2 separate regions of the Zea mays genome follow, and region 2 is linked to region 1. The links are chromatin contacts, called in public Hi-C maps. All regions are on one chromosome and are shown on one strand. The core of a region is the stretch at or near the end of the contact, and the rest is flanking DNA. Distances in the headings are between cores, read along the strand shown. Region 1 has its middle 58 kb from the start of LOC100193823. Region 2 holds the start of LOC103651065 (probable WRKY transcription factor 64).

Region 1 (2,700 bases), core at 55-2,554:
AGTGGAGACATAGGTGAAAAATTGAGTTAGTGTAGAAAATCTGTCAGACTTGAGGCGCAAAGGAAAGGTCCATAGGAAGTGAGAGCAATCATCAAGAATGACTAAATAATATTTGTAGCTAGAAATATTAGGAATAGGGGATGACCAAAGATCACAATGTATTAAATCAAAATTATTGATTGCTCGCGAACTAGAGGTGGGAAAGGGTAGACGCACATGATGCCCTAATTGACAAGCATGACACAAATGTTCGGAATCACTTTTATTACAAGTAATAGTGCATGATGACACTAGAGTAGACTGAGCCTCATGACCAAGATGTCCAAGACGACGATGCCAAAGAGTGGATGAAGAGACGGCAATAGCGAGTGCTAAGGGTCGGAAACCTGATGACAATAGAGGATATAGCGGGCCATAACTATTGCACCTGACGATCGCGCTCCATATTTTGAGGTCTTTGACAGAAAAACCAAAAGGATCAAATTCAATATAACATCTATTGTCAATGGTGATTTGTCGAATGAAAATGAGATTTTTAATAACTTGAGGAGAAACAGGAACATTATTTAGGTGAAGACGGCTACATGTGGCAGGAAAAGTAACGGGGCCGGTATGAGTGACATGTAAAAGAGAACCATCACCAACGACAATATTGGATGGAGTAGAAAAAGAAGGGAGTTGAGAGGTGCAAAGATTACCAGAGTTTGATGTCACGTGAGTTTCAACACATCTTTACTATACTTAAAGCACTAGTTTCAACAGTCGTCCTTCGTCATCTTTTTATAAAAAAGTTCATACATTTCTTTCAAATCAATTCAGTGTAAAATGTTAAAAAGCGGTGCATGAGGTGGGGTTTGAACCCACACCTTGATGGAAGAATGATGAAAGACACTAGGCGAAACTGTCTAACCAATAGAATATTATGGGTGTTTATAATATTAAATATAAATTGTACATATGTATATTATGTGAAAAGCGCAGATAATCAATAAAAATTTTTGAGATCTTTTCTGTGGATAATTTATGTGGGTATTGTTGTGAGGCGTCGCAACGTACGGGTAACCGACTAGTATATCCATAATTCGTGAGTTGGTGGTGGCTGAAGCATCATCGTGTTGAAGTTTGAAGCCAACTTGTTGGAGTCCCAGAATAAACCACCGGGGTGTGTCAGTCAGCCTGGTCGCTGTGGGTCGGCGTCTAGGAAATCTGGTGGTGGAGTCGGGCCTCCTCAGAGGGGGCCCAGGCAGGGGCGCTGTCGGAGGCTACATCCCTGGCGCCGTCGGAGGCTGTCCAGGCACCACGAGCCCATCGTAGAACAATTGCGGAGGTGTGCTGGGCGCGAGTGGTGGGACGCCTGATGGGCCGGCCCAATATGCTTAAAAGGTGCCGAAGGCCGCCTACCAGGATGTGGGCCATGCGAAATGGCCATCCCAAGACGCAGGAAATGCCACAGCACCAGAACCATGCCCGCCAGGCATCCTCTTGCCGCCGCCACGCCTGTTCGGCGGCAGCCACCGGCGTTGAGCGATGGCTCCATAGGAGGAGCCGAGGCAGCAAAGCCTGAGACGGCTGAGCCTGCTTGGCAGCCATGCTGATCTCGGCGAGGCGAAGGTAGGACTTCGCTTCGACGAACGTCGGGAACGGTCGTTGGCGTTGAATCTGTTAAGTAACCCTAGTTAGGGTTATGTGGGCAAATACCTGCTTTGCCCTGAGGGGTCTCACATCTCTATATAAGAAACATGTACACCCCTTCATAATAGAGAGATCAGAAAGAGGCCAGAGGCCCAACCCTATATCCAGTGTCTCGTGTGTTACTCTGTCGTGTTTCTGGGAAGGGAGACGGATTCTCTACAGCTTCTCGCGTCTCTACTGCTGACGGGAGGGAAGGGAGCGGATCTGGTGATCCGTGGTGACGTAGTTGTCAACACGTTATCAGCACGCTCTACCTCAACGTTGCTGCAGGATCGGAGATCTGCATCAACTCTCCGTCAAACCGGCAGGTCCTCCGGCCTTGCCGAACTGTCCTAGGCGACAGGCTTCGTTCCCATTTACTGAATCAAGACACATGGTATGTAATTTCTAGATCGGAACTACGATTTAGTTCCAATCTAAAGTTTATTGCGGCTCAAAACAAAAATACCGATGTTGGGTGCCACGCGTAGCAATGGGTTTCAGTCGTCGGCCCCTTCACGCACTGCAGTGATTGCTTGATTGGTGCTGGTGTCCGGTGCTATCCTTACTGCGAAAAAAATGGATCACCACGCTCCCATACGCTCCTGGAGTCCTGATCTGGTTAAAACGGTAGCTGCCGTTTTGAATGGCTAGTCATACGGGTGGGCACCAGCCACCAGGTCTTGCATGCAACGTGAATGTGGCACCAGACTAGTGTGCGAGCGGCTGAAAAAAAGGAAACAGATCACATGCAACGTGAATGTGGCTCCTGTATCCGGTCAAAACTATTTTAGGTCATGTGCTTCGCATGCAAATTGAGATATTTTTGGCTCATACACTAATTACGGTCAATAATAGCACATGGATATTATGGCTAATATCCATGCATGATCTGCATGCATCATCTCGTCCATTAACGAAAAAAATATAGTTGTAACTAATGGGATAATATTTTCCCATAAATTCCTGTTGAATTAATCAACTTTAATATATTTTTTTTGCATGCTCTATGTTATTTATACTATTTAT
Region 2 (2,700 bases), core at 131-2,630, 290 kb after region 1:
TCTTTGAATTGAATTCTAGGTCAAAAGTAGTACAGAACTGTCCCACAAATCTTTGTAAATCTGATCAACAAATACAATGAAGTAAACGCTGTGTGAGCATCATCAATCTGAATGATAAATTATACTTTCCCATCTAAAATATTTGGAATGTAAAAGAGGGACGAGGGTGACAGGATTCTTACATGTTTCAGATGATGTGAGCACCATGGTGCACTAGTATGGGACAGTCACTAGCTTCGTAGTCCAAAAGGTCCCTCCCCTGATCATGCCTTCAGATAACTTTTCTGAAAATTGGTCTGCAGAAGTAGGATCTGAATTCGTTGCAATGCCACTTTCGTTAATGTATAACACTGTACTCCAGACTGCAACTACTCAACCACAGCACCATAGACTTCATCGTGCCCTGCCCGTTAATTATCTAAAACAAGTGGCAAACCGACAGTTGGAATACTTATGGAATAAAATTCCGTATGACCGTATCACAGTAATGAAGACCACTTTAGAAAACCAGCACAATTCACATGTGTGTTCATATGAGGTCATTTAGTCACGGCACAGGCCATGATACGAAAAGTGATTCTATCCTTTTGAAAAAGGAAAACGCGGAAATCTTCTCGAAGTGAGCTGATTTGGACCATGGCCCATAAGTAAGACCAGCGCACTCAAGCGTTGCAGAATAGTTTATAAGCACGCACCATTAGTCACTTCTCTGTCGTTATTACACTCGTAAACATCTGTTGAGAATTATCTTAAAGTCTTACGAATGGTTGCCTGACGTGCACTTCGCGCCATATGTATGTATGCAAATTAACTTAGATGTTATTGGCTTTACCTGATACGCCATAAAAACTAGCGTGCTTCATATTAAAGCCAGTTGCTGCAACGTAGTAATCTATAGAGACAAAAATATGGTAGAAAGTGGTACGGTACTACCTTAAAAACAAGCGAACAGATCGCGATCATCCTAGCTCTTTAAAAATCGATATTCTCAATCAGCCTACCTTTCGCCTGCGGGATTGGCCCAGCACCAGGAGATAAGGCAGCCAGGATTCATCATGAAGCCGGACTGTTTGGGTCAAAAGACATGGAACGATTCGGGCTCGCAGAAACGGTTGGACAGCCAATGAGCAAACCTGAAACCTCCTTGCACGATCCTCTCCGTTCCGTCGCAGCGAGTGTCCGAGAGGCCACCACCTCCTAAGGTCCTCCCGCATCGCCGTGCGGAGGCCCTCGGCCCTCCCGTCGGTGCAGTCCGCCGGAGGCCCTCCCATCGACGCCGCCGTGGGTGCCCTCCCGCGTTTTTCGCGGTCGGAAGTTTTCGTGGGCTATACGCAGGCTGAATCATTTATCGTTGGACTTCCTTTCCTGTTAGTGCGCTATGCGATTGTCTACAGGCGTGCGGACTGCCGTTAACGAAGTTGTGGGTTTTAAACTGTTTTTTGCTGGGCTGTAATGTATATCACGGGCCTATTTATATTTTTCATTCAAACTTAAAAACTCTGACTTTATAGCTAGAGTTCTAAGGGTATGTTTGATATGACTCTACTCCACTCTAGAGTAGCTCTACTCTAAAACTCCGGGTGAAGCAGCTCTGATCCAGAGTTTATATTGTTTCTCATAACAGGTGGCAATGGCGGGTAAATAACTTCAAACTTCATGACTATGTTGCTTTTTTGGAGTTTTCAGAGTAGCAAAAGAGGCACTCCAAAAAAATGTACTGTAGCTCCAAAAACTCTATAGAGTTTACAACTCTGGAGTTAGAGTGTTTAGCATGCCCTGACCAGCTCCTTCTCAAAGTTTTACTCTGGAGCCATACCAAACACGCCCTAAATAAGGCTACCTCCAGCAACAGCCGCTAAAGCGGTCTGTCCACTACATATAGTACATCGTAGCCTCCGGTATCCATCCAGCAGGGTCCTATATCTACTCTAATAAATTTAGTGCAGAGCATCATACACGCTGAATTCAGCGTTTCATTCGTCGCCCGCTATCCTGTTGTGCATCTGGACCCACTCACTTCCTCGTGTCGCATGCTGCTGAGCCCATCTTCCAGATCTAGACCCTCAACAGACAACAGCATGTTTCAAACTAGCTCGTCGTAATCCAATTTCAACGTACATGAACGTTTTTTCTTAATGCAAAAAAGGCACAAATGTATATTAAAAAGTTCTAGTAAAATATTTCTAAACATGTATGATTTATAATTACTAGATCCAAACAAAATCTATAATGTTATTTTTAGAAGCATAAGAAATTAAAATTGGGATTTTATGCAATATCGTGAAAAATAATATAGTTTTTAGAAGTTTGTTGACACTGTACATGTAGATGAACGAATTTAGGGGCTATTGTTGGAGATGGAGATGATACAGAGAACGAAATCTTTTAGAGTGTGTTGTAAAGTACAAAGAATATTTTTTTAGGAAATGAAATTTAGAGGAGTCGCTGGAGACCGCCTAAGTTTTATAAAGATAACTTTAACCAACCTTATATTAGAGTTTTAAAGCTCAAAAGTAAGCTAAAAATCTATGATTAAATTTTTTAGAGCTAAAGTTTAATAGAAGTAGCTCCAAATAGGACCTAAGTCAACTACTAAACATATGTCATATAAAACTAATTACTCCGTAAAGATTTAGTGCTCATTTGGATTGCAGAAATTTTAGAGTAATCATACAGAAATTTTACAGTAATCAATTTATT

The links. A called contact is a pair of places that touch in the nucleus more often than the background predicts.
Region 2: a contact with region 1 is called in a Hi-C map of leaf, with 2.6 times the contacts expected there. The contact joins the promoter of LOC103651065 here to the enhancer-like site in region 1. A contact is called at or near these places in 6 of 25 Hi-C or Micro-C datasets (bundle sheath, ear, leaf and 1 more).

What each region holds. Positions count from the first base shown.
Region 1 is chr3:189,909,462-189,912,161 of Zm-B73-REFERENCE-NAM-5.0, forward strand. No RefSeq gene overlaps it. Among protein-coding and RNA genes, the nearest start is that of LOC100193823, 58 kb to the right of the region's middle. Within about 2 kb of position 1,305, at least 19 of the 20 cell types and tissues checked have an H3K27ac peak or open chromatin away from gene starts, as enhancers often do. A contact at or near this core is called in bundle sheath, ear, leaf and 1 more, where this site is marked.
Region 2 is chr3:190,204,126-190,206,825 of Zm-B73-REFERENCE-NAM-5.0, forward strand. LOC103651065 (probable WRKY transcription factor 64) reads right to left here and starts at 1,381. Exons shown (of 4, transcript XM_020550430.1): 1 at 183-1,381.